Linked DNA regions of Mus musculus: region 2 is linked to region 1. A link is a contact called in public HiChIP or PLAC-seq data. All regions are on one chromosome and are shown on one strand. Each heading gives the region's core, a stretch centred on a gene start, on an enhancer-like site or on the middle of the called end of the contact. The rest is flanking DNA. Distances are from core to core; before and after follow the strand shown.

Region 1 (7,426 bases), core at 2,477-4,976:
TCTCTTCCACAAGTCTCTCAGGTAAGAGTTAGTAGTCCTCAAAATACCTTCTGGATTAGATGCCATAATTACCCCATTTTACAGATAGGGAAGTTGAGGCAGGGAGATCAGCTAAGCCATCCAGTTACACTGGCCAGAAGGTGGTTGAGTTGACAGCCTTATATTTGTATGCGTGTTCACCCACAATACCTTTGTCCTTCTGCCAAGCCTGGTTAAGACTAAATAAAGTAGAATATCCCCAATTCTCCATCTTTTCTCCTGCACTAGGCATCTAGTATTAATCCCAACACCCTGCACATGACTAAGGAAGAACAGGCAGGTAGGCATTGAAGGAACTTTCCAGACCCCTTTGACTACATCCATGCTTCTGTTGGCCAAACAAAGGCTCTGGCAGGATCCAGATCAGGGGCCCAAGGGCAGCCAGAGACAGACTAAACCAAAAAGACAAGTTTGGTGGCTAGGTGTAGATACCAGCCTTGCCTAGGGCCTCAAGTATTTTAAGAATTGATTTTACAAACATTTAAAGGTACTTAGGACATGTGTGATACGTTCTAGGTACATTATTAGTGTACTAACTTCCTCTTTCTGCAAAAACAATTGCTACCATCTTTTAAAAGATTTTTTTTTTTTTTTTTGGTTTTTCGAGACAGGGTTTCTCTGTGTAGCCCTGGCTGTCCTGGCACTCACTTTGTAGACCAGGCTGGCCTCTAACTCAGAAATCCATCTGCCTCTGCCTCCATCTGCCTCTGCCTCCCGAGTGCTGGGATTAAAGGCGCGCGCCACCACACCCAGTTTAAGATTTTATTTTATTACGTGGATGGGTGTCTTGTCTGCGTGCATATCTGTGTGCCACAGGAGGGCCTAGGGCTTAAGGAAGCCAGGAAAGTGCTTAGCTCCAGTTGCCGCTAAGCCATCTCTCCAGCCCAACTTGTGAACATCTTAAACATCACATTTATTATCTTACATTTTGGGGTTCTGAAATTGAAACTGTGCTAGCAGGGCTTAACTTCTTCTCGGGGCCCTGGGGAAGGATTTGTTTGCCTGTTTGAATCTTTTGTAAGTCACCCACACCCCCTAGGTCATGGCTGCCTCATATCTGCCTATGTTTCTGTTCTCAGCTCTCCTTTGATAATGTGCGTGTTTTTCTCTGAGAAGATCATTCTGGTGGCATAGGCTCAACCAGATAATCTAGGATAGATGATGATGATGATGATGTCACCCTGGCTGGCCTGGAACTGTATATGTAGATCAGGCTGGCCTCACACTCACAAAAATCTATCTGCCTCTGCCTTCCAAGTGCTGTATAATCCAGGATAATTGATTCATCTCAGGATTCTTAACTTTAATTCTACCTTTTAATTTTATGTGTATGAGTGTTGCCTGTGTATATATCTGCACCACATCTGGGCCTAGTGCCCAAAGAGACCAGAAGAGGGCATTGGATTCTCTAGAATTAGAGTTATAGGCAGTTGGGAGCCATCCTGTGGGTTCTGGGAACCAGATCTAGGTCCTCTGCAAGAGAAGCTAATCTGAGTTGTCTTTCCTGCTCCTAATCCCTAGATCTTTTTATTTGTTAAGAATACTGGCTGCAGGCTGGAGAGATGGCTCAGTGATTAAGAGCACTGACTGCTCTTCTGAAGGTCCTGAGTTCAAATCCCAGCAACCACATGGTGGCTCATAGCCATCCATAATGAGATCTGATGCCCTCCTCTGGTGTGTCTGAAGACAGCTACAGTGTACTTACATATAATAATAATAATAATAAAAAAAGAATACTGGCTGCTTTTCAAGAGGTCCTGAGTTCAATTCCCAGCAAGCCCTAAATCCTTTTGTTTGTTTGTTTGTTTGTTTGTTTGTTTTTGAGACAGGGTTTCTCTCTGTAGTCCTGGCTGTCCTGAAATTCACTTTATAGACCAGGCTGACCTTGAACTCAGAGATCCACTTGCAACTGCCTCCCAAGTGCTGGGATTAAAGGTGTGTAGCCACCATGCCCAGCTAACCCCTAGATTCTTAATCACACTTCTCTGTTTTGAACATTTTTAGGGCACCAGCTATTCTTACTCCCACCATAGCGAGTATTAACTCATGTGACCAGAACGACAACTCTGTGAAATAAGTGTTGTCGCCATACTGTGAACAGTGACCCTAAGACACCTAGAGCCTGTGAACCCAAGGTCATATAGAGACTTAGCACACAGGAAAGTACATGTAGTTCAAGATATGTCCCCTGAGTCTGTGCTTTGGATCATCACATTTGGAGGGGTTGATAGACACCAATGTTCTGTTTCTGCAGGTGCACACTTTATCAGCTCACACGTCTATGGGTTTCACACACACACACACACACACACACACACACACCTTTCATGCATGTACATTCATGTGCTCAAATACCAGTGCACCATAGATATAGACTCCTATACAAAGTATCTGGGCACTTGCATCCACAGTCAGCCCCATACACGCACATCACACTCAGGTGCACACACTCTGAACACAGGCATTGTACACTCGTGTATCATACCTCAAGTACTGTCTACGCATGCCTATTATGCAAACACAGCAAACATACTTTTGGTAGTATTTGAACATACCGCCTATTAAAAGCCACATAATGCCATCTGATGTCTGTACCCTGCACACGAAACCGTGCCACATATAAACATATTTTCTTGGAAAACTATACCATGCCTGCCCAAAATACACACATTGTACATGAACACACAGAACAGACATGTACTCCATAAATACCTATGCTCCTATGTTGTCTAAACTTACATCTCACTCACACATACTGTGCATACACATATCTGTTCCTCACAGTCACTTATTTCACATACATATGAACACACAGTGTACATGCCAAATCACCTTGGCCTGAATACCCTGTTTACATGCACATATCATGTAGTTGTTCTCCATGTGCACTTTGAGTACATACACAGTCATGCACACACACAAACACATCACTGAATCACACATTAAATCCTTTCAAAATACATTTTATGCATACTTCCAGCAGTTAAAGAGAAGTATGCACCCTATGCAGGAATTCTAAATCCAACCTGAACTCTCTTCTTCACTGAGTACATCACATAAGAAAAAACCTCACAAACGTGCAAACTCATTCGACGTTTGAAGGTGCTTTTCTGCCAGCGTTTTCCACCTAGGAGAGTTCTGGTTATGCCCATTTTCATGGGAAGGAGGCTGAGGTAGGAGAGAGGCGGGGCTAGCCCAGGCCGCCCCGCCCCCACCCCGCCCTCAGCCGAGGTGTGATCAGCCCCCGGCACCGTATCCCTCATCCCCAATAGAAAAGTAGTTCCAATACCATGTTTGTTAACTAGGTTATCTAGGCTGTGGAAGATTTTAATGTTGAATTTTATAGCTTTACCACGCTCTGCCGTCCTTGTGAATATTGTAATATTGCATTTTTTACAAGTTACTCTTCTGTTAATGTTCCAGCTAGTAACTTTTATAATCCTCCTCAATGAAATTTTTTTGTATTCTTCCGCACCGTTAACCCCAATGGCGGCGCCTCGGCCCCTGGCAGGAGGCAGATACGAGATGAATTCCTCTTTAATCAGAAATAATAATAATAAAAACACACACGCGGCTACGCTGCCTCTCGCCCCGGCTTCCCTCGCGCCGCCGCCGCCTCTCAGGGCCGCCTGTGGACCCCGCGGCCCAGGCTCGGGGCGGCCTGCGACAGACGGCGGCGGCTGGGGCAGCGCGGGCTCGCAGCCACCGCGGCCGGCCAGGGCGCCTCCGGGGTCCCGGCTCTCCTCTAGCCCGAGCCGAGCCTCCGGCACCCCGCTCTCCCGGCATCCTCTATCTGCCGATGCCCCTCTGCGTGGGCCTCTCTGCGGCAGCCCGGGCCAAGCAATGGTTTCTCTCTGCTTCCGTCTATGGCTGCCTTCTGCTCTCCAGCTCCTTTCTTTTAGCTGCCCGCCCCTCCCAGTGTTTTGTTTGTTTGTTTTGAAATCCTAGATCTCATTTCCCACCCTCACTCCCCGGCTTTATCTGCTTTCCCTCATTATTGCTTTCTGCCCACGCCTACCCCCAAAATTCAAATTCGGTGTGGAGATTGGGAAGTTCCTGGGAAAGGATGATCCCTGGTTTGGGACGTGAAACCGTGGACCAGTTTGGGAACAGGGCTTGCATACATTTGAAACCCCTACCTTGGGAACCATAGGAGAAAGTGCCTGTGGGCATGCCAAGGGGAAGAAGCCTTAGGCGTGGACATGGGAGAGGTGTCCATGAGTTCAGGGTGAAAGGTCAAAGAGACCTAGGGAGAGCAGATGGCCAGTGGGACGCTGGTGTACTATCAGACCTGTCTCTCTCTCTCTCTCTCTCTCTCTCTCTCTCTCTCTCTCTCTCCCTTATTAGATTTGTTAATATATATATATTTATGCATATATGTGTACTACATGACTACCTGGTACCTGAGGTCAGAAGAGAGCACTGGGTCCCTTTGAAACTGGAGTTATGGATGGTGGTGAATCACCATGTCCAATGCTGAGAATTGAACCCAGGTCCTCCGCAAAAGCAGAAACTGGTCTTAGGCGCTGGGCCACCTCTCCAAGCCCTCCTCAGATGCATTCTCTCTCGTTCTGAGTTCTTGTCTAATGGGAAGGATCCACCAAAGAGGTAGGAAAAAAGCTGAAGGCTTGCAGACAAGCTGCAGTTAAGCTGCAGTCTTGGTGGAGGGAGGTTACCTACGGATGCTTTTGTTCTGAGGTGAATGAACTGACTTCTTTGGTAATGGCCCAAGAAAGCATGACCCAAGACTTACAGGAGTTTTGGTGTGTGTGTGTGTGTGTGTGTGTGTTTTTAACAAACATTTATTAAGTATCTACTATGTGCTAGGCCCTATTCTAGACCCTGCGAAGACAATGATAGACCTCTCGGAGTTTGCAAGACTAGTCGATGCGACAAATACATAAAAATTATACAAACATATCTCTAGAAACTAGGATCACTGCCAGGGATCCCTGGGCTGCATCATTTATTCCTTGGACCTGATTGCAGCTTCAGAGTAATAGTCCTGGTTTTCCTGTCACCGTGACCTATGCATAACACACACACACACACACACACACACACACACACACACACACACACACACACCTCCATTATAGAGAGTGGAGCCCCCTCCCAAGTGAGGTTTGAATCAGCTGCTCTTCAAGACTCCCTTCCCAGATCTGACCACAACAACATTCTCCTCCTTCATCATGCAGAAGGGATGGTGGTCCCACGCGTGAGAACAGAGGTGCCCAACATCTGGAAAGCAGAGTCTCAGCTCAGCCGAACATCTGGAGCGCTAATAGCAGGAGCTGCCAGTGGGCCCGGTATGCTGGGTTCTGGAAGGGTGTGGAAAGTGAAAAGACTTCCCTGTCAGGACACTCAACGTCCTTGGCTTCATGACCCTCAACCAAGAAAACCCGGCTTGCGAGATATAAATGGTATCCGGCCCTTTATGCAGCCCATGCCTGTGCCACCAGTGTAGCCCCAGGAACAGAATCCCCAGTTCTTGTAGGAAAGGGTTAAAAGGCCCCGCTTCCCGGCTCTTCCTTTATTAACCAGCCTGCAGAGTGCAGGTTGGGGGGGGGGGGTATTGTTAAGTGGGGTTGGGGAGGAAGGAAGGAGAGGAGGGGGGAAGGTTAGAGGCGCCCGCGCTCCGCGCCTGTGCAGAGCACGGAAGCTGCGAACGCCCGCGACAGTAAAACATCTGTAATGTGCCATTCGCCGCTGCTCGCTGATTGCTCATGGATTAAAGATTAAAATCTCGGCTTTGGCAGATGGAGAGAGAGAGGAAACTCTTACGAGCACGTTTTGCATCTGCATTTCATTCTGCTCTGTTCCCTGCGCCACGCCTGGTGGCGCCCGCCCTACCCCGCCCACCCAGCTCCCGGCTCCCCCAGCACGACTTGGCTGGCCAACAACCCCTCGGGCGGCCAGCCCTCACCCTGTCCTTCCTGGCGATCTGGGCGTGTGACTCTCCTCATTTTCATCTAAGGTTTCCACCTCTGGTCAGGGTGATCCCTTCCCTGCCCTGGCTCAAGCTCTTCACAGGTCAAGGTGAACCTACACAGAAAAAGGATACGGTCCACCGTGCTAGCTGGGGCAGCAGCCCTGTGGTAGTACTAAACGATCTACCCTAACGGGCATCATCCTGCCGTGGTCCTTCTGTGTTTGAAGGGAAGTAATTGTGGCCTAGCCAGGTGGGCTCACCCGGGCAGCTGGACTGCCCCTGTGTTTTTCAAACTGAGGTGCTGTGGAGGCAGGGAGGGACTCAGGGGAGGGATGAAGACAGAAAACGGGTCAGGGATCCTTCCCACTTTTAGATAATCCTTGTAAATTAGCCTGGTCCTAGCTCACTAAGGAGTGTGCTCAGGCTCCTGGGGAAGATCCCCTTCTCTTCCATTTCCTCCTCTCTCCAGGATGTGTTCTTAACATCAAACTTGGTTGAGGAAGAAAACCCAGGCCAGGACAGGATTAGAGACAAAGGACTTTCAGAAAGACCAAAAAGGGACAAAAAGCTGCAGAGCAGTTGTGGCAGATGCGAGCACCTGCTGGGGGTCGAGAAGGCGAGGGAGAGGGTCAGGAGGGGGCCTGCCAGGTTTTCAGGCTCCCGGTGGAAGGAGAAGGGTGGTCCAGGGTATGCAGAAGAAAAGCTGAAGAAGGATGAACGAGAGGAGGGTCGCTATGGCAGATGTAATTAATTACAGCATATTAAAATGTTTGTTTACAGAGATGAACAGCGGCCGAGGTCTGATGGTAATTAATTCACTACATTTCCCAGTACTCTTTGAGTTTGAACCCCTGGAGAGTGGGGAGGCTTGGGTCAACTGAGCTGGGTAAGGTGCTCCCACCTGTCTCTCTCTAGGGTTTAGAGCCCAGCATGGAGAGGGTGGTGGGTAACCTCAGACTTTGCCTACTCTAGCCCCAACCTACCTCATACACTTAGGGGATTCCAGGCAGGACTATGGTCTGGGCTACCTAGAAAAGTGTTCAAGGCCAAAGGAATATTGGGGGGAGGGGAATGATCTTGAGTAGAAATGGCAGAGTAGACAAACCAGAACAAGGCATTAGAGCTGAAGAAAAGGCCCAGGAAGAGAAGGTAAATTCAGGGTTAATCCTGGAGAGTTGACCAGTGGCCAGCAGTAGGATGAATTCGGGAACAGTAGGATGGGTTGGCATGGTTACCAGAAAGTGGTCCCCCATCTCCACTGCACTGCTCTGGTGCATGATGCACTGTCCCACAGCAGAAGCAAGAGCATCCTCAACCTTGGTGTCCAACAGTCTGAAAAGCTTTGTGAATTTAGAGAAAGAGCAGAGTCTTTCTATGCCGACCACCTCCTCCTCCTCCTCCTCCTCCTCCTCCTCCTCCTCCTCCTCCTCCTCCTTCTTCTTCTTCTCCTTCTCC
Region 2 (7,426 bases), core at 2,598-5,097, 170 kb before region 1:
CATCCTAGAGGCCCACAGGGAGAATACCTATCTCCTATCCTTCCTTCAACAGAGAGGTGGCAACTACTTCTAGGACCAGTGTTCCCAGGCTGGGAATTATGTTGTCTTCTGTTCCTGGTTATATCTCTTACATTGCCATCTTCAGTGTCCCTTTTAATAAAATGGAGAGAATATACACTTAAAAAAAAAAGTCTTACTTCTATTTTGAGACAAGGTCTCCTATATCCAAGGCTGTCCTCAAATTCCCTACGTAGCCAAGAAAGACCTTGAACTTCTGGTCTTCCTGCTGGGAAGTGCTGGGAATCCCAAGTGCTAGGATTCAGGCCACCCCACCATATATGGTTTATGTAGTCCTGGGGATCAAACTCAGGCTATATGAATATTATGTAAGCTCTCTACCAACTGAGCTACATCCCTAGCCCAAGAAAATATACTTTTTTCTTAAAAAGTGGGGTACAGAGACCAGCAAGATAACCCAGCAGGCAAAGATACTCACAAGCCTAGAGAACCAAGTTTGATACCTGGGACCCACAAAAAGGTGGAAGAAGAGAACCATCCCTTCAGAATTGTCTTGTGACCTCCATATATGCATGCCAACACACACTCCACACCAATCATAAATAAAAATTTTAATAAAGGGGTGCAAAACTAAACCAAACAAAAAGGGTGGTAGCATAGAGCCTAGCATGGCAGAACAGGATACCACAAATGTTAGCTCTCTGCTCTTTCACTTGGACAAGACCTTTCTCCTGGGATCTTGGACATCTTATTCATCTGTTTGGAAACATCTCTATAAACATTCATTTCAAGAATAGCTCCATAAATCAAGCGTTTGGCTGTCTCCTTCCAAGTGAGGTCTCTCCAGAGTAGAAGCTGGGAAGCAGCACGGTTGCAGGCACTAAGCAACAGATGGAAATACACAGCCAGCTGACAGGGACTCTGTAGAAGAGTCCTGACTGTGTGGCCTCCCCAGTCTGTCCCCTCCCTCACCCTGGTCTGGACACTCCTGCTCTGTGCCTGGCTGGCCTCCAGTAGGGCGTGACTCCATAGGGCTTGCTCCTCTCCCGCAGCTATGCTGGACCAGTTAAAGTTTATTCTGTAGAAACCTCCACCAAGAAGTCAAAAGATGAGTTTCCTGCTCTTAATAGATAATTTTTATTGGTTTTGCAATAAACGTATGAAATAGAAACAATAGCAATAAACCATCCCAACAAGAAATCGAAAGGCTCAGGCCTCCAAAGCCCTTCCTGCCTCTTCTTAATGAGTCTCTAATTTATAGAGCGGCCAGTGGGCCTACTTTTCTTTCCCGAAGCTTTGCAAAGTCTTCCATCTTGGAGGCCGGGGTGCTCTGGGTCTGGGTAGACTCATTTCCATAGGATTGCTGTAATGAAAGCTGAGACCTAGCAGAGCCAGAAGAGAGGATGTGGCACTGTCCCAGGCTGGATCTAGTCCTGTTTCTTCTGACATAGAGGGCCTCTCCTCTTTGGCTTCATGTTTGTCCCCAGAGAGTAGAATGGGAGAACAATTAAGTTAGGGTAGGAACTCGTATGGAAATAGCCAAGGGCCACAATTTAATTTAAATAAAAATGACATCTATTTAGTTTTTAATGTGTACGTGTGTACACTCACTCATGTACACACACACACACACACACACACACACACACACACACACACACATATATACATCTCTCTCTCTCTCTGTGTGTCTTGAGGAGGTACACAGTGCAGGTGTAGAAGTCAGAGAATAGCTTGTGGGAGTTGGACCTCTTCTACTGTGTGGGTCCTGGGGAGCAAACTCAGGTCATCGGGCTTGGCAGCGGGAGCGGTTACCCAGTGTGCCATCTCTTCAGGCACCACAGTTTAACTTCCAGAGAGCAGAGTGATGGGGGTAGGCATAAAAGACACCCAGAGGCTTAGCCAGGGGTTTTCACCTTTGAAGCCTGTACCTTTTGGAATGTGTAGAATATTTTCAGTTCAAGGTGTGAGTCTCTTCTCTCAAATCAGCATGCTGAACAGCACCAAGAAGAGGAAATATATTGATGTCTTTGTAGCTACTAATGAGACCTCCTCCGGGCATTTTTGGGGGGCGGGTGTGTGTGTGGGGGGTAGCTCAAGCAAGCTGGGAACCCTGGGTCTCTGCCCCACGGGGAGTTTACTTACTGGGTCACTGGCAGTGTCCAATGAGTGATAGCTAAAGTCAGGACTGTTTGCCCTGGGGCCTGAAGCTCAGGGAACAGGTTGCTTGTGTTCCTGATCATGCCTCAGAGGAGGTACAGGCCTCCTCAGGGCTCATGAAGAGAGGAGGGGAGGGGGAAAGGGAGGGAGAAGGAGAGGGAGGGAGGGAGGGAGGGAGCTAAGTGGGGTTTCCAATCCCACCCTTCAGGGACTGGATAGCTCAGGGTCTGGGTGGGTGGGAAAGACCCTGGCAGTCCGTGATGATGAGAGGGCACAGATGGTCTTAACTGGAAATAGTAATGCTTTCATTAATCATGGCTAGATTGATACTCCAAATTCCTTCCTGCTTGTCATCCTCTTCCGGTCCCTTCTTGCACTCTGGGCTCCTTCTGCCATGCTTTTGGGAGGTTGGAGTTGGGGGTGAACCTTTTCCGGGAATCTGTAGCTGCACCCCAGCTCACCCCCCTCACCCCACTTCCCCCCTCCTCAGTGGGCTCGAAGGAAAGACCGCTGACTTTGCAACCCACAGGCCCAGAATGTCCCCATCTATGGCACGCTGTTATGCTTCGAGGACACAGGACTATGAACTCGAAATTGTCTCGCCTTTGTCTCCTCCTGGCAGGTCTTTAGAGCTCGGGGAAACAGTGGAGCGGTACAAATCGCAGTGGCGTGGTAAAGCCCCCCTTACTCCTGATGGGCCTGCCTGACTCATATCCGTTTCCCTGGCAAAAAATAAGTTTTTGTTATTGCTGGCTTGGCAGAAGCACGGAAGAGTGCGCGAGGATCTACTGCCCCATGCATCACTGGCCAAATTGCCTGAGAAATCCCAGCTCCAGAACTTTTCATCGTTGGCTGTGATGTACTGAGCAGAACGGCAGCTCCATTTCCCCAGCGTGGCTCAGCGACGCTGGCACTTAGCAGATCCGCTCTGCTTGCAACTCCCAGCAAATATGGCCTTTCCTCTCCCTTCCCCTCCCCGTGGCCCTTTTTGCCCCTCACCCTTTATCTTTCCCATCCCCCTGTCTGCTCATCAACCCCCTCCCTGCTTCTACCCAACAGAGCCATAGCTGGAGAATCAGGAGGAGGCCCACAATGTCATTTCCCCATCACTCTGCAGACGATTCCACACTAATGTTCTTTTAATGCTGTGATGCTGCACTAATTAATAAGCATCCTGCACAGAGGCCTCGCTCAACTCTCCTCCCCTCTCCTCCTCTCCCCTCCCCGCCCTTCCCCAGCAGCCAAGGAGAAGGCCTCCTGCCTGACATCCTGGCAGGCTGGCAGCAGAGAAAGGATTTCACTCCTCTACCTGAGCTGCCTGATATTGCTATGAGAGATAACTGTATACGAACCAATAATCTAGCCTGACAATCCAATTTACTGACCAATAGCGCACAATCCACCATGTCATCGGCCGTGGGGAGGCCCATAAATTAGTTCCTAGTAATTTATTCTGATCAATAGAATGGGCAAAGTCACTTGTCTCTTTAATCAAAGGCCTCAGAGATGTCAGTGCGGGCTGCTGTGTGGGAGGGAGCCAGGGGGCCGTGGGTTCTTGGCACCACACCCCTCACCCCTAGCTCCCAGAGCCCGGCAGAAAGCCTCTAAATAGGGATGGTATGGGAGCTATCTGTGGTCCGGGCTGCCTATCTCAAGCAGAAACATGCTCTTCAAAGAAGCCAAGGGCAGGGGTGACCCAGATTGTGGTAAACAAGAGTTGTGCTGACTCAAAGGACATCATATCTCTTTGGAATGTTTAGAATCTTCCTCCCTATCACAGGAAGCCCCCAGTCCTTGTACTGGCTGTAAAGAGAAGATTCCCAGGCCGTGGGAATGTGCCTTTCCAAAGCCTGCTATGTAGATATTTTCCCACCAGGCCTTTGGAGGCTTAGCAGGACAGAAAACGAACTCTGAACTTCAGTCTTTCTCTGGGGCACTTTGCATCGAGAGAGGAAATCCACAGAACACAAGTTATCTGCCTTATCTGGCCCTAAGAGAGGTCGAGGTTCACACTCCAGCCCCAGGATGTCACACATTCTTGAGAGGGCTATTACCTGAGACATTCTTACTTGCCTGTTAGAGCAACAGCTTTCAGCGCCCACCCCCCCTCTTGGATAGCTCATGCTGTCATCAGCCAGGAGCCTCAAGCCCCCTCCCCCCCATTCTTTCATGTGAGGTCTAAAAATTTCACAAAGGCATGGGGGAGGGGGAGCACTCTTGTGAAATCTGATCAGTAGGGAGGCTGAGACAGGAGGATTGAGATTAAATATTAATTTATAAAGTAATTCTATATCATTTGATTAAGTTACTAAAGCCTCGTACTCTTCTGAAGTAGATACTGTTATTAGTCCCACTGAGTCAGAGTGTAAACAGCTTGCCCCAGGCCTCACAGCTAGGATCTGGTTGAGCAGGAACTGAAAGCCAAACCCTCTGGCTCTTATCCATCAGGCTAACGTGGAGGCAGAGGGAATTTCCCTCACCCCATCTCTGCAGGGTCAATATTTTAGTCTAGGAAGCAAACTGACAATAAACACCCACGGAAGAGATGCAAATGTATTCCAGGCACAAGAACAAGAGGCAAAGAGAATCTAAGGTTAAAAGAGGGGGCCAGATTGGGTTGGGGAGACTGATGGTTTCAAATATGCAGAACCCACAGGAAAAAAGCCACCCATAGCACCGATGCAACCCCAGCACCCCAGGTATGTGTATGGGGAAGAAACAGGAAGATTGCGGAGGTGTGCTTGTGTGAGCGATTGCCTGCGAGGATGACCATGCACCATGTTCCTGCCTGCGGAGAGCAGCTGAAGACTCTGAAGCAGGTGAAGACATCCAACCCAGAGGCATCAGAGCCCCTGAAATTGAACTACATTTGTGGGTGCTGCAAATTGAACCCTGCAAAAGTAGAAAGCACTCTCCTCTCCTGAGGTAGCTCTCCAGGCCCTCACTGGGGCTTTCTGGCCCCCAGCCCAGCAGTTAGTCTCAGTGAGAGAGAGAGATCCTGTCTCAGGGAGTAAGTTAGAGAGTGATAGAATAGGAGGCCTGTCATTGTCCTCTGTCCCCAGCCCCCTTCACAGGCCCACACACACTGAGTTCCAGGGGACAGAATGGTTTGATGCACACATACTAGTTATTTCTGCCATGGGGCCAGGGTTGGCCTGGGACTTCCTAGGTAGTTTAAGGCATACCTTGAACTCCTGACACTCCTGCCTCTGCCTCCTATATGATAGTATTACAGACATGTGCCACCATGCCCAGCTTACATTTACATAAAATATAATTAGCAAATGAATCCGTAATATGCTTAGAAGAATACTGACACAGAGTAAAGGTTATTTGAAGTGTTTTTGGTATAAACACATTCACAGCGATCAAGGGACAACATTACTGGGACTCTCTGAAGATACAGCAAGTCCTTGAGATGCTCTGCCTCCCCTTCACTCCTTGTCCTCCAAATAGATAAAGAATGGTCAGCCTCTGCTATCTCCCTGGAGTAGAAGAGAAAGTTCAAATGCTTCTCCCAACGTGTATTCCCTCTTCCAGGCCCTGGGGGAGCGCCAGTGCATTGGCCTTGGGGAAAGAGACCAATCTTGCTCTAGAGAGAACAAGCTTGTCCTCCTTGGTGGGAGGGAAGGTCAGCCTGGGGGCTGTGGTGGCTGCAGCGACTTGGCGAAGGACACCATACTCTTTGACATAAGCGGGATGTAGAAGATAGCAGAGTTTTGTAAAGAACCAGGAGTCAAAGGCTGGTTACCTTGGGTCCCCCTTCTAGCTCTGCCACTGACTATGGGACCTTGGCCAAGTCACTTCAGGTCTGACCTTGGTTCTGTATTTGAGGCAGAAAAGAATGGGGGACAAAGACCTTACAAGTCTCCCACCTGACATTGTGGAGTTCTGTGTGAGGCTGTGCAGATCTTTTAGGTTTTCCCTGAGCCTCCTCTATCCTGCCCCACTCCCCGCACCGTAACATCAGCAATACAGGGAAAGCCAGGATGTGTCAGACTATTATAGTCACCAAGTGCAACAGATATCATTTCTGAAACTGGAGTATGGGGAAAACCAATTGCCTTAGGACAGAGGTCCTCTTCTCTTCTCTTCTCTTCTCTTCTCTTCTCTTCTCTTCTCTTCTCTTCTCTTCTCTTCTCTCTCGCTCTCTCGCTTTCTCTTTTTGAGACAGGGTTTGTGTTTCTCTGTGTAGCTCTGGGTATCCTGAACTTGCTCTGTAGACCAGGATGCCTCTGCCTCTGCCTCCTGAGAACTGGGATTAAAGGCGTGCTTCACTACGGCTTGGCTCAGCTGAGGGTTTCTATCTCTGTTATCTTAATTTCGACTTGGATGACTTTGGTTCTGTCAAGGTCAAAGCTGGGGCTTCTGACCTTAGGGAACGTCTGCAGGCCTTCCTGCTAATCCCACTAGTTTTCAAGGATACGCATGCTTCAGGTTCACCGAGGCACAGTGTGGAAACAGCAAAATTCCACGTGAAATTCTAAGCTCCCGTGACTGTCCTTGGATCCTGTTCTGGCCTCCCATCCCCTTTTAACTGAGCTGAGCTGGAGGGCTGGGGTACACAGTCCTTGGTGTGATGGGGCCAGGTTGGAGGCCGGAGGCTAGCCTAGGGTGGCTTCATGGCAGGTGGACACAGTTTCTGGTGAGGAGGAATCTGGCACCCTCTGCTGACCCCGCGGCAGGAGACAGCTGGTCAACCAGGCTAGAGCTGCAGCCATTGGGAAGGGGGAAGGCTGGGGTCTACTACTAAGTGGCAGCTTACTAGTCAAAAGAGCAGTTCCCCTCTCGGAATAGATCATTTTTATTGGTTTTGCAATAAGCTTATGAGACAGGAACAATTGCAATAAACAAACTGAACAAGAAATCGAAAAGATGGCCCCCGAAAGCTGTTACTGAGCCCTTCACACCTTCTCTTAATGAGTCTGTAATTTATAACAAACTCATCACCCCAGCACCTCCAGGGTTCTGCGGCTGGGAACTCATGGCCTTTGCCCGTGTGTGGTTTGTTACTTTTTAGGTGCCCGGGACTTGGTTTAAGAGGTGGTAGGTGTGTCTGGGGAATAGGAGGAGGCACGGGTTCTGGAGTCCCTGGTCAGACCTTGCTCCAGTCATGGCTACCTCTGTCCCTACTTTAGATCTCCGCTGAATGGAGGAGGCTGGCTCCAGGGAACCTACTGACTCCAGCTTTCTGCCTCAGCTCTCTCACCAGCCTTAGGCTGGCGATGGAAGCCAGCTTCCCTTTAGA

The links. HiChIP or PLAC-seq counts read pairs in DNA pulled down with a chosen protein or histone mark.
Region 2: an H3K27ac HiChIP or PLAC-seq map of extraembryonic endoderm stem cells shows a contact between it and region 1, with 2.7 times the contacts expected there. The contact joins two enhancer-like sites. A contact is called at or near these places in 1 of 15 datasets of contacts at CTCF or cohesin (the NIH/3T3 cell line), 15 of 115 datasets of contacts at active chromatin or transcription factors (craniofacial prominence, embryonic basal ganglia, embryonic forebrain and 8 more) and 1 of 9 other capture datasets (embryonic stem cells).

What each region holds. Positions count from the first base shown.
Region 1 is chr19:44,722,556-44,729,981 of GRCm38.p6, reverse strand. No RefSeq gene overlaps it. Among named protein-coding and RNA genes, the nearest start is that of Gm35610, 15 kb to the left of the region's middle. Within about 2 kb of position 3,726, at least 87 of the 459 cell types and tissues checked have an H3K27ac peak or open chromatin away from gene starts, as enhancers often do. A contact at or near this core is called in extraembryonic endoderm stem cells, where this site is marked.
Region 2 is chr19:44,896,047-44,903,472 of GRCm38.p6, reverse strand. No RefSeq gene overlaps it. Among named protein-coding and RNA genes, the nearest start is that of Slf2, 31 kb to the left of the region's middle. Within about 2 kb of position 3,847, at least 76 of the 459 cell types and tissues checked have an H3K27ac peak or open chromatin away from gene starts, as enhancers often do. A contact at or near this core is called in extraembryonic endoderm stem cells, where this site is marked.